Regions from separate parts of the Danio rerio genome. Here region 1 is linked to region 2. Evidence: chromatin contacts called from public Hi-C data. All regions are on one chromosome and are shown on one strand. The core of a region is the stretch at or near the end of the contact, and the rest is flanking DNA. Distances in the headings are between cores, read along the strand shown.

Region 1 (5,661 bases), core at 1,682-4,181, 160 kb after region 2:
ATCCACTATTCACTTATGCAGTGTTTCCCAATCCTGTTCCTGGAGGCACACCAACAGTACATATTTTGGATGTCTCCCTTATCTGACTCACTAACCTCAGGTTTTGGAGTCTCTTCTAATGTTCTGATGAGTTAATTCAGGTGTGTTTGATTAGGGAGAGGTGGAAAATGTGTACTGTTGGTGTGCCTTCAGGAATAGAGTTAAGAAACATTGCATTAATGCACCCTTTTCACTGTTATGCTGCATTTAACGGTCATCAGCATCTTAAATCCTTGAAAGTTTTTAATATTTAGATGTTTTTAAAAATGAACATTTATATGGATTTATGTACACTGTAGTGGGCGTCGCAGTGGTGCAGTGGGTAGCACGATCGCCTCACAGCAAAAAGGCCGCTGGTTCGAGCCTCGGCTGGGTCAGTTGGCAATTCTGTGTGGAGTTTGCATGTTCTCCCTGTCTTTGCGTGCATTTCCTCCGGGTGCTCAGGAGTCCCCTACAAGTCCAAAGACATGCGGTGCAGGTGAATTGGGTGAGCTAAATTGTCCGTAGTGTCTGTGTGTAAATGAGTGTGTATGGGTGTTTCCCAGTGATGGGTTGCAGCGGGAAGGGCATCCCGCTGCAACCCATGCAAAACATGGGTATGCAAAACATATGCTGGATAAGTTGTCAGTTCATTTCGCTGTGGCGACCCCTGAATAATAAAGGGACAAAGCTGAAAGGAAAAGAATGAATGTGCTAATGAGAGTTGGTCTAAACAAAAGCTGACACAAACATATTTGCACATATCCGAGCAACACTGCAATATTCAGTTCTAGAATTAATCCTTTTTTTTGACAAATCTTTTGAACCAATGATTCAGTCATCCATGTGAAAAAGAAAATCAGTTGCTTCGTTGTAAAATAAAATTCTGGCTTACGCACAATCCATTTGTGTCATAGTCTCTTTAAGGCAAATCATTTCAATCGGCGGCCTTCTTTGAAACTCCTCTTGGGCAGCATACTTAAGCATTCTGTCTGAATGGTGAAATATCAAATTCTCCAAAACTGTTTGCCAATCTTTCAATCACATTACATATTTGAAATCACCAATAAAATTAAACAACAATAATAATAATAATGTCATAATCAAACAAAATCTGCATATTTTCAGGTTGGCCAAGCTGTTGTGCATACTCACTCAAAAGGATTGAGATTACTACACCAACCTCATTTATGGCTGTGTTACACATTATCATCCTTTGAATAGTGATCATCTGAAGTGCTGCGCTTCTGAAGTAATCCACAACTTGGTCTTGATGGTGAATCTCCTCCAGAAATGACAGCAACTCTTTGTTTACAAGTTTGTGGGCATTTGAGTAGTTGTCATGTGATGTGCGTTTGACAGGACGGACTGTACCTTGCGTTCGATTCATACAGTTTACAAATCCAAAAATATTTTGTTTTCAAGTGTAGTTGCTTCATTTAAAAGTGGAGATTTCAAGCTTTATATGGACATATTTCTTAAGTCTGTGAAGCAAGTATTCGTTGAGATTCCTGTGTGCTTGTTGACCACCAAACTGTCGTAAAAGCAAACGACTAGTCAGCGCTTTTTTTTCTGGAGAAACTTCAGTCTATAGCGATTGATGATTGGCTTCTGTACTAGTAGGCGAGACTTTATTCACCATATTGACCTTACACTTTTCCCCAGAAATGGGGGACTCGAGTCACATGACATGACTTAAGTCGCAAAATTTAGGACTTAAGACTTGCTCAACAAATATCCAAAACAGACTCGACTTGACTTGGACTTGAGTTAAATGACTCAAAATAACTTGTTTTTGTTAAATAACTAACCGTTTGCTATATATTATGCATTCCATACAAAACCAAAAGTTATATATGTAAATATAAATTGCAAAAGTAAAAAAAATAGACAAAAATTTGATCGACTTGAAAGTGACTTGCTAGACAAAGCAACTTGATTTGACTTGAGATAAGCAGTGACTTGACTTGACTTGACTTGACTTGACTTGACTTGAGTCTGACAGATTGACTTGACTTGCTTGAGACTTGAAGGTTATGACTCGAGACTTGCACATATATGACTTAATCCCACCTCTGCTTTTCCCCATTCAAAAATATATGACTGACACATCTTGTGTATCATATAGTCTTTGTTTGTGGTTGGACAACATAAAGGAATTAACTTAGTGATTTTGACAAATTTAAGCAAACTGAACATAAAACAATTAGGTTGAATAAACAGCAAACGTCATTTTGTGAGTGTTGGTTTCTAAATCAATCAACTGTTTTGAGCAAATTTTTAAAATGAATGATTCAGTAAAGTACTCGTAAACAGAGACTTGCTACCAACTATTGTTGGTTTTAATGTCATAATTATGTAGCCACGAAAGGTCTAAACCAGCCAAGGTACCATCACAAAAACACACTCAGCAAAGTAAAAAAATAAAGAAAAGAAAAACAGTAATATGTAAATTTTCATCAATATTGTAATAAAATAAAAGCATAATATTTATAATCAGGAAAAAGCAGTGTTTTTAACCTCATTATTTAAATGTAATATATTTTCTTGTTTATTTACATGCTAAATTTGCATTGGACGGCAAAACCAAAATGCTTCAGACCCTCTTTTTTATAGTTTGATTTTAGTAATGAAAGGAAAGCTTGTGTTTGATACTGTGTTAGCGTGTGTGTGCACATTTCAAAAGTATCAATGAAAATTTCAACCACACACTGTTCATTTATTGAGTGCGGTGTGTTCTAGATGTCACACATTAGACAGTGTGTGTTATCTCACAGTTTAACAGCACATATGTTTTTCACTTGTTGTGACTGACACCTTTGGAGCTCCATAATTGCATTACTTTGCCCACTGGAAGCCACACCTCCTTCACCAGAGGGGCTCATTTGTCGCTCGGCATTATGGGAGACCACAGCTAATGAGGCACAAGGTGATCATGTCAGTCAAGACACACTATGGATGGCATCCGCTGGGATCACCGCATGCATACACAGCATGGAGCCTTTTCTCCTTGGAGAAAGTATGGAGGATTTACCCTCTGGGCATTAGATGAAAGAACTGATGTCTCTCAGCGAGATACTTAGAAGAGATTTGGGAAAAAGAAAGAGCAGTGTTTTTGGAAAAGCAGTGGTGAATGTTAATCGTACAGATCTGCTTTTGCAATGCCAGGCACTGCTTTACTCACAAATGTGCACTTAGCTCAACTTCTGACCCTGTGGTTTGTTCTTCATTATTCCTTCTTTTTTCCTTCTTTTTTGTCTCTCTTTCTCCCTAATTCCTGACTCAGCTGGTTGTTCAATAAGATGCTAGTGGGGAGTCATTTGGCTGGGCTAGACAAGCTGGATGCTTGCCCACACAACCGCACACACACATACGCTTACACAGGCACACACAAACAACACACACACACACACACACACACACACACGTGCAAACACATTTCAGATGAAGGGCTCTCATTTTCGCAAACATTGAATGAATCCTTAAGGTATTCCAAAGTTTTTTTTTTGTGTTATTTTGTTTTTTACATTACATTTTTTTCCAATTTATATTAATATATGCAGCAGATTTGCACTTGAACTTTTCTGTGAGGCTTAAAGACAAATGTAATATGACAGATGCTGTATATATTCAAATCATTATGTTTAAATGTGAATTATTGCTTTACTGAAATGATTTACACCTCAATTTGAAGCTGTAATAATTTATTGTAGCAAAGATTGTTAATTAAATTAGTTGAAATTGAATTTGCACCATTTAGTTGATCATCATGATAATGTCATTGTGATTTTTTTTATTTGTCCCTCTCTGTTTTTAGTTTTGATGCAAGACACATTATTAGCATGATTAAAATGATCTGCTTTGGACCAACTTTACGTTAATTGTCATCAATTATTAAACAAACAAAAAAAAACTACATTTTTAAACTTTTATTTCTTGTAAGTTTTTGCACAAAGGTTTTAATATAAAATGCATGCATAGAATAGAGTCAGAATAAGTTAACCTTTGTGCACTGTTCAAATTCACTACCTTTTGTTATGTTTGGAATGAAAACATCAACTGAATAAACTGCTGTAAAACTGCATCAGATAAATATTTTTTCCTTTTTTTTTTGCGTAAATCTGTCAATTAACTTCAGGCCTGAACAAAACTACCACATTGTTTGGAAAATTACTGGATTTTAACTCTTTAATTGTCAAGTTCACAAATGATGTCATTGATTTAGTGAAAAAACACACACAAAAATGACATATTTTAGATAAAGATATTGTGGACTGGATTTTTTTAACCTTTATCACATTCTTGGACATGTGAACAATAAGTAGCAACACTGGCTTTGACGCATTGTTTGATTTTCATTTTTTCTCCCTAATTTACTGTTGGTGGCTGTTTTTGCCCCTTTGACTTCCATTATAACCACCATTATGCACCATTTTGATGGTGCATAAATATACAGTCTTTGTTTTTATTTACTCCATGTAGTTCTGAGAGCTGAGATGCATATTTAGATTTTCTCACATCAAGGTAAGTGTGTAAAGAGCACACTCAAAGACACACATACACACTTTAATTTGCTGTTCTACTTTATATAAAATCCATAAACTAAAAAGCATTTTTTTGCACAGGCCTATCTAAAGGGTTAATGGTGCCAACTGATGTTCAATAATAAAAATTACAAATGCATGATTAAAAAGTGGTCATGATGGAAGCCAGTAGGGAGTAAATTAGGGAGAAAAATTATAATCAATCAAAACAATGCATCAAAGACAATGTTGTTTCACATGTCTAAGACTGTTAAAAAAGGTCAAAAAATCCATATTTACTTTTTAATGTTAAACATACATCTCTTTTCTTTCACCAAATCAGTGACATTTATGAATTTGCCAATTAAAGAGTTACAATTTTGTAATTTTCTAAACAATTTAGTAGTTTTGATCAGGACTGAGGTTGATCAACAAATTTATGCAAAAAATTATTATCTGATGTAATTTACAGCAGTTTAATTCAGTGGATGTTTTCATCCCTAACATACCAAAAGGGTAGTAAATCTGCCCGGAGTGTATCATTGAGTTATTTTATTTTATTTTATTTTTTTAATTCAAAGCATTTTCTCAAAATATGTGTCAAAATTAAATTTGTCACCAAAAATCATTCCACTAGCTGAAACACAAAAGGTTATTGCCAAATTAGGACTCAAAATCACCCCAGAGTGGATGAAAACATCCCCAACCGTAGGAGTTAATAAATTTTGCAGAGGTAACATTCTGGAGAAAAATGTTTAAAGTTTACTTTACAATATTTCTGTTTGTTTGTTAGTATGTTTTACTCAAACAATATTGCACTGAATTAAACCATGCTTTGAATTTAATTGTTTGCTTTATTTTAAAGAAATAAACATTTAAATAACAAAGTAAATTTAATGTTACAATATATATATATATATATATATATATATATATATATATATATATATATATATATATATATATATATATATATATATATATATATATATATATATATATATAATAACGACACAGATGTAATGAGCTACAGAACACAAAGATTCTCAAAACACAATGATCAAGTCAATGTTGTTGTTTATTTGCATGTGTGTCATTCTAAGTACAAAAAATTAACTCC
Region 2 (5,694 bases), core at 1,836-4,335:
ACTAAGCCGAAGGAAAATGAATGAATGAATGTTGGAAATCATTGAGATCCATACTAGGAAAAAAAATCTATGGAAGCCAATGGCTTCCAGTTTCCAACATTCAGAAGAAAGAAACTCAAACAGGTTTAAAACAAGTGGAGGCTGTATAAATAATCAAAGAATAATAATGTGTGTGTGTGTGTGAGATCTCTACACAAACTGCAGTAAGCCACAATTGCTCAATCAAAGGTATTCTTTTAAATTAGGAACACTGAAATCATTTTGAATACTTGAAGTCAATGTTTATTCATTAAAATATTCTTTTGTTTTCTTTTTTTAGATAAGCCCAGTTCCTGCTCACAAAACACTTAGGAATGTAACAATGAAAGGAAAAGAATATTGACCAATTCTCTAAAAATTCCAAATTACTTAATAAATAAAACTGAGTTTTTTTATTTTAGGCGGCCTTAACTACACTTAGAAATAAAGGTACCAGAGCTGTCACTTTGATGGTACTGTTTTAAAAGCTACACATGTGTGCCTAAAGAATCCCTATTAATACCTCAAGGGTACATTTTAATACCTAAAAAGTACAAAAGTGTACCTCTTAAAATGTTTAGGTACAAATATATGCTTTTGAGGTACAAATGTGTATCTTTTGAAAAGGTACCACCCCAGAGACAGCTCTTGTACCTTTATTTTCGAGAGTGTACTGTGTACTTGCATCTAAAAAAGTACTTACTGTGTTCACAATGTATTGCAGAATACTTCTGATGCCCCTGAGATGGGATACAGGTAGTGTTAAGGACAGGTTTGGTGGTATGTGTAGGTTAAAGGGTGGGCTAAAGTGTAAGGAATGGCCAACAGTGTCATTACTATCGTATGTACAGAAATTAATTACAGTTTAATTACGTGCAGTTATTTAATTAATCATAACTACAAATTTAAAAACCTCTATTTGCACAATAAGTACATTGTAACAAATGATTAATTTCAGTGTAAGTGCATGTAAGTAAGGCCACCAAATATTAAAGAATACAAAAATTAACAAATAATGGTACATTGCAGGTGAAACAAGGAGAATAAAGTAAACAGATATAATGAAGCAAATAGCACAACCTTCCTAAGAACACAGAAATTCTCCTAACTGAAGAACAGGTCAACTGACCAGCTTGACCTTTTTCCATATCCCAGCAGCTTTTGACGATAATGGAATATGAATGCAAAGCAGGCTGGAACAAATGAAAAACAAACAGATGGTAAAACAGGAAAAGGCAAAGTCTATTTCCAGTAGGTCACATCTATTTGCTTACACATAATCACAAATGTGCACATACAAGCGAAAATCGACATCACAAGGACTGGTGACGTCTAAGTAAATATGGCCTGTTTGCAGTAAGCTATACTGTGACTGTTACTGTTAAACAAGCTACATAGAGCCAGTGAATTCAACAATGCAGAAAATGCAGGAACTATCTAGACATTCAGTCATAGAGAATCTACTTTATAATCTAATGTGTCATTTGGACAGATTTGGATTAAAGTGTGTTATGGACTACACTAAAAATATCTGTAAAAAATGATTTATGTTTTTTTAAATTGCATTATGGGACCTTGATCTTCTTCCAACAACTTTTAATCTTGAAAAGTGACTTTTATTAATATTTAATATTTTTAAATGACATTTAATAGTTTAAAGTGATATATTGTCTGGGTTAGTGTTGTGTATTTTGCTACAAAAAACATTTTGTAGACCTATTGCTACATGTATTGTTACATTATATTATTTCAAACTACTAAAATGTTAATTGACTAATTAATGAACTAATCATGATCAACACATGTACAGCATTTATTAATCATAATTGAACATTTACTAATGCATTATTAACATCCAAGTCAATGCTTGTTAACATTAGTTAATGCACCATGAGTTAACATGAACTAACAATGAACTACTGTATTTTCATTAACTAACGTTAACTAGCATGAACAAATACAGTAGTAAATGTATTGTTGATTGTTTGTTCATGTTAGTAAATGCATTAATTAACATTAACTAATGAACCTTATTGTAAAGTGTGACCAAGTCACTTTGTTAAAATGTTGATAGAGCAGAGATCAAAACCCCATGATGCATTTCACAACCATGAATAAACGGAAAACACTCGTGAATCACAAAATCATGGAAACTGTTAATTAGCAGATATTTTTACAGTGTAATGTAACATCAAACCTCACTAAAACCTCACACTATTTATAAAAATGAAATCTGCACACTGCACGACTGTGTAAAGCGTGTGTGATATTCAATGAAATTATTATAATAATTGTTATTATTACTAACTTAATAATATTAACAACAAAAATATAATTATTTTAAATTATTGTTTTCGTTGTTAATGTTAATTATAAAGTTTTTTTTTTAATGAAAGGTTAATCAAAAGTTTTTTTCATGTTTGATACTTAAAATAGGCCAAAGTTGTGAAAAGTTCCCAAAAATGTAATTTGTGGAAAAATGTGTCAAATTAAATGTAGTTGTAGTGGTTCATTCCACGGTGGTGATCCCTGATTAATAAATGGACTAAGCCAAAAAGAAAATGAATGTAATTGTAAAATGCAATAATGACTGACTGTATAGTAGAGAAACAAATTCTATGGAAATCATTTTCCACCAGTTTTCAACATTCTACAAAAATATCTCCTTTTGTGTTGAACAAAAATGAACGGTTTTATTTTGTTGGGTGAATAATTCCTTTAACCACAAAAAATAAGCTGTCAAGAAGAATTGCAATGGAAAAAAAATGGAATGCAGAATAATCAAAAAATTGTGAGAAATAGATTTAACATTTTTGCATATTCCAAACATGCAAACTATAACACACTTTCACTAGAAACAACAAAACCCTCTCATGTGCTTTCTTGAAATATGTCTCGTGTCAAAAAGACTCAGGACTCTGTACAATGAATCAGGCATACTGTGTGCTGGAGACAGTCATTATAACAGAGATAAAACTCTGACTCGTGTGTGTGTGTGTGTGTGTGTGTGTGTGTGTGTGTATGTGTGTACACATCAAGCTAGGGGGGCATTTCCCAAAGGGAAGACGTGCCACTTGGATCGGTAAATCACCATCAGAGCCTCCCTCTGCTCTCCACCCCCAGTCAGACTGAGAGCCTGTCAGACCCGATCAGCTCATTCGGCCTCCTCCGGGACACACACACACACACACACTGACAGACAATCTCTATTATCAAATACATACAGCATTTCCATCTTAAAGCTTTCCACAACTTTGTACACTGAAAAAAAATGATCCATTGTATTTAGTAATTTTTTAAGGTAACGGTTTATATTGACTAAATTTAAACAAACAAATGAAGTTGAACATTACTAAATTTATTTTGTTTGTTTAAATTTATTTAAATCATTTGCAATAAAAATGTAGCAAACCCAATGTGTACTCACTAAAAATCAAATCAAATAAATAAAAATCATCTAAAAATTACATGCTAAAAATAAGCAGCTAGGTTTCATTCAAGAAGTTTTATTAGCTCACGCTGGATGAAAATAGCAGAGAGTCAATTTGAAATGTATTTGTGATAAAAAAAAAGTCTGGAGATTGTGGAGGAGGGAGAGGTAAGAAGAGTGTCTTATTAATTTATGTGCTGCTGGGCTGGTCTAATGAGATTACAGGCAGAGATGGTAAGGAGACAGAGCTGTGAGTCAGGCTAGCAGAAGAACTCAGAGCCCCGGGCCCCTGCTCTGCTTCAGGGGCCCCTCACCTTAAAGCCTGCGCTACTGCAGCTTATCACACACACGCAGACCTGCATGAGTCAATGGCTATGAGGAGCTCTAGCGCACATATGCACACACACACACGGAATGAAGAACTCAATATTTAAAAAAAAAAAAAAAAAATATATATATATATATATATATATATATATATATATATATATATATATATAATTTTTTTATATTTAATTATTTTTTGTCATTTATTTTTTTGTACTATCATTTTATATTTTTGTTTATTTTTATGAGATTTTAGTATGTTTATTTAAATTCTGGAATGTTTATTGTTGTTATGTGAACATTCAGTTTTATTTCAGCATTTTTCATGTCACGTGACTGCATGCAAAAAAGGTACTGCTTATTTGCTATTCGATTTTTATGTATGTCTATTGTGAGTTGGATTACCATCTTGCGTGACATTTATAGCCATACTAAAAGCACCAGCAGTACTGGTAGGAATGACATTTTGCCCTACTCATAATTCTCTCTTCATATAGCCGCATATGCCATTTCTACAATACACTGTGATACAGCCTGGTTCGGATCGTATTGCTTTCTCACGACAATCGATCCAGAGTTCGTTTTAATCGAGACGAGACCACTTCATTCAGCCAATCTTGGACAGATTGTTTTGCAGTGGATCCGAGCACGATTGCTGAAATTACATATGCCAAATGAACCGCACAAACTGGGCAAAAGAGACAGGTTCTGGAACAAAAGTCTAGGTGTAAAAGCATTCTCATATTAAAAGTATTTATTATAGTTTACTCCAATGGTCTCAAACTCAATTCCTGGATGGCCGCAGCTCTGCACAGTTTAGCTCCAACCACCTTCAACTCCCACCTGCTTAATTGTCTCTAGTAGTCTTGAACACCTTGATTATTTGGATCAGCTGTGTTTGATAGGGTTGAAGTAAAACTTCTCGACCACAATTTATATATTCATCCATTCATTCATTTCCTTTTTAGCTTAGTCCCTTTATTAATCAGGGGTCACCACAGCGGAATGAACCGCCAATTAATTTATTTGATTTAGATTAAATTAAATGTAAAGTTTAAACCAAAGAGAAAATAAATGCTTTTAGAGAAAATAAATATTTTAGCTGGAACAAATTACAGTTTAAAGTTGGTTCAAAGAATCATTTCTTTCAGTGTACAAGAAAATGAAAAGTGTCACAACAGACTCTTAAAAGAAAGGTGAAATTGAATGAGTCATCACAAATTTAAGCTCTTCCCAAGAGGGAAAACCCGCAACTATCAAGAATGCTTCTGTATATGTTGTCATGACTTCGCTATCAAAAATTTCTTCATAACGAAAGTCAATGGGGCAAACATAAGATAAACGAACATAACAAAAGGCTAGTAATTTTTTAAGTGTAACTCAAAATATGTGTCAAAATAAGATTTGTCACCAAAAATCATTTCATTTGCTGAAACACAGGGATAATTGTGGGCAAATTAAGAGATGAAAATGGATGAAAACATCTCGAAAAGCACACAATGGTTAAAAATAAAGGTTCTATATTTTCATCAACTGATCCATGAAGAACTTTAAACATCTATGAAAGAGTTTTACAGTAAAAAAAAAAAGTTCTTTAGATGATCAAAATGTTCTTCACACCAAGAATACTCTCCTATGATATCACTACAAAATGTTGAAACAGCATAGCAAGCTTATAAGATAATTGTAACTGTTGTTATTTGCCATTGTATTTGCTACAAAATGTTTTCCCTTTCCTTAATTCAAATTCTCCCTCACCTTGCTCATTACTATAAACCGTTTAGTAGACTAGTCTGGCACATTCCTAATGCTACGACATTAGCCTCGTCATACAAAAGAACCGGAAGCTCTGAACAGGTGTTCTGGCATCTCTCCAGCTTCTCCCTCAGCATTTGCTCTCCTCTTTTCCATTTGCTCTT

What was found. Hi-C and Micro-C count contacts between places; a contact is called where the count stands out from the background.
Region 1: a contact with region 2 is called in a Hi-C map of embryo, with 1.7 times the contacts expected there. The contact joins two enhancer-like sites. A contact is called at or near these places in 2 of 18 Hi-C or Micro-C datasets (embryo and an unstated tissue).

What each region holds. Positions count from the first base shown.
Region 1 is chr16:30,571,825-30,577,485 of GRCz12tu, forward strand. The region is part of intron 2 of invs (inversin); the gene reads left to right. Among named protein-coding and RNA genes, the nearest start is that of invs, 9.1 kb to the left of the region's middle. Within about 2 kb of position 2,932, at least 3 of the 62 cell types and tissues checked have an H3K27ac peak or open chromatin away from gene starts, as enhancers often do.
Region 2 is chr16:30,410,531-30,416,224 of GRCz12tu, forward strand. No RefSeq gene overlaps it. Among named protein-coding and RNA genes, the nearest start is that of nr4a3, 55 kb to the right of the region's middle. Within about 2 kb of position 3,086, at least 12 of the 62 cell types and tissues checked have an H3K27ac peak or open chromatin away from gene starts, as enhancers often do.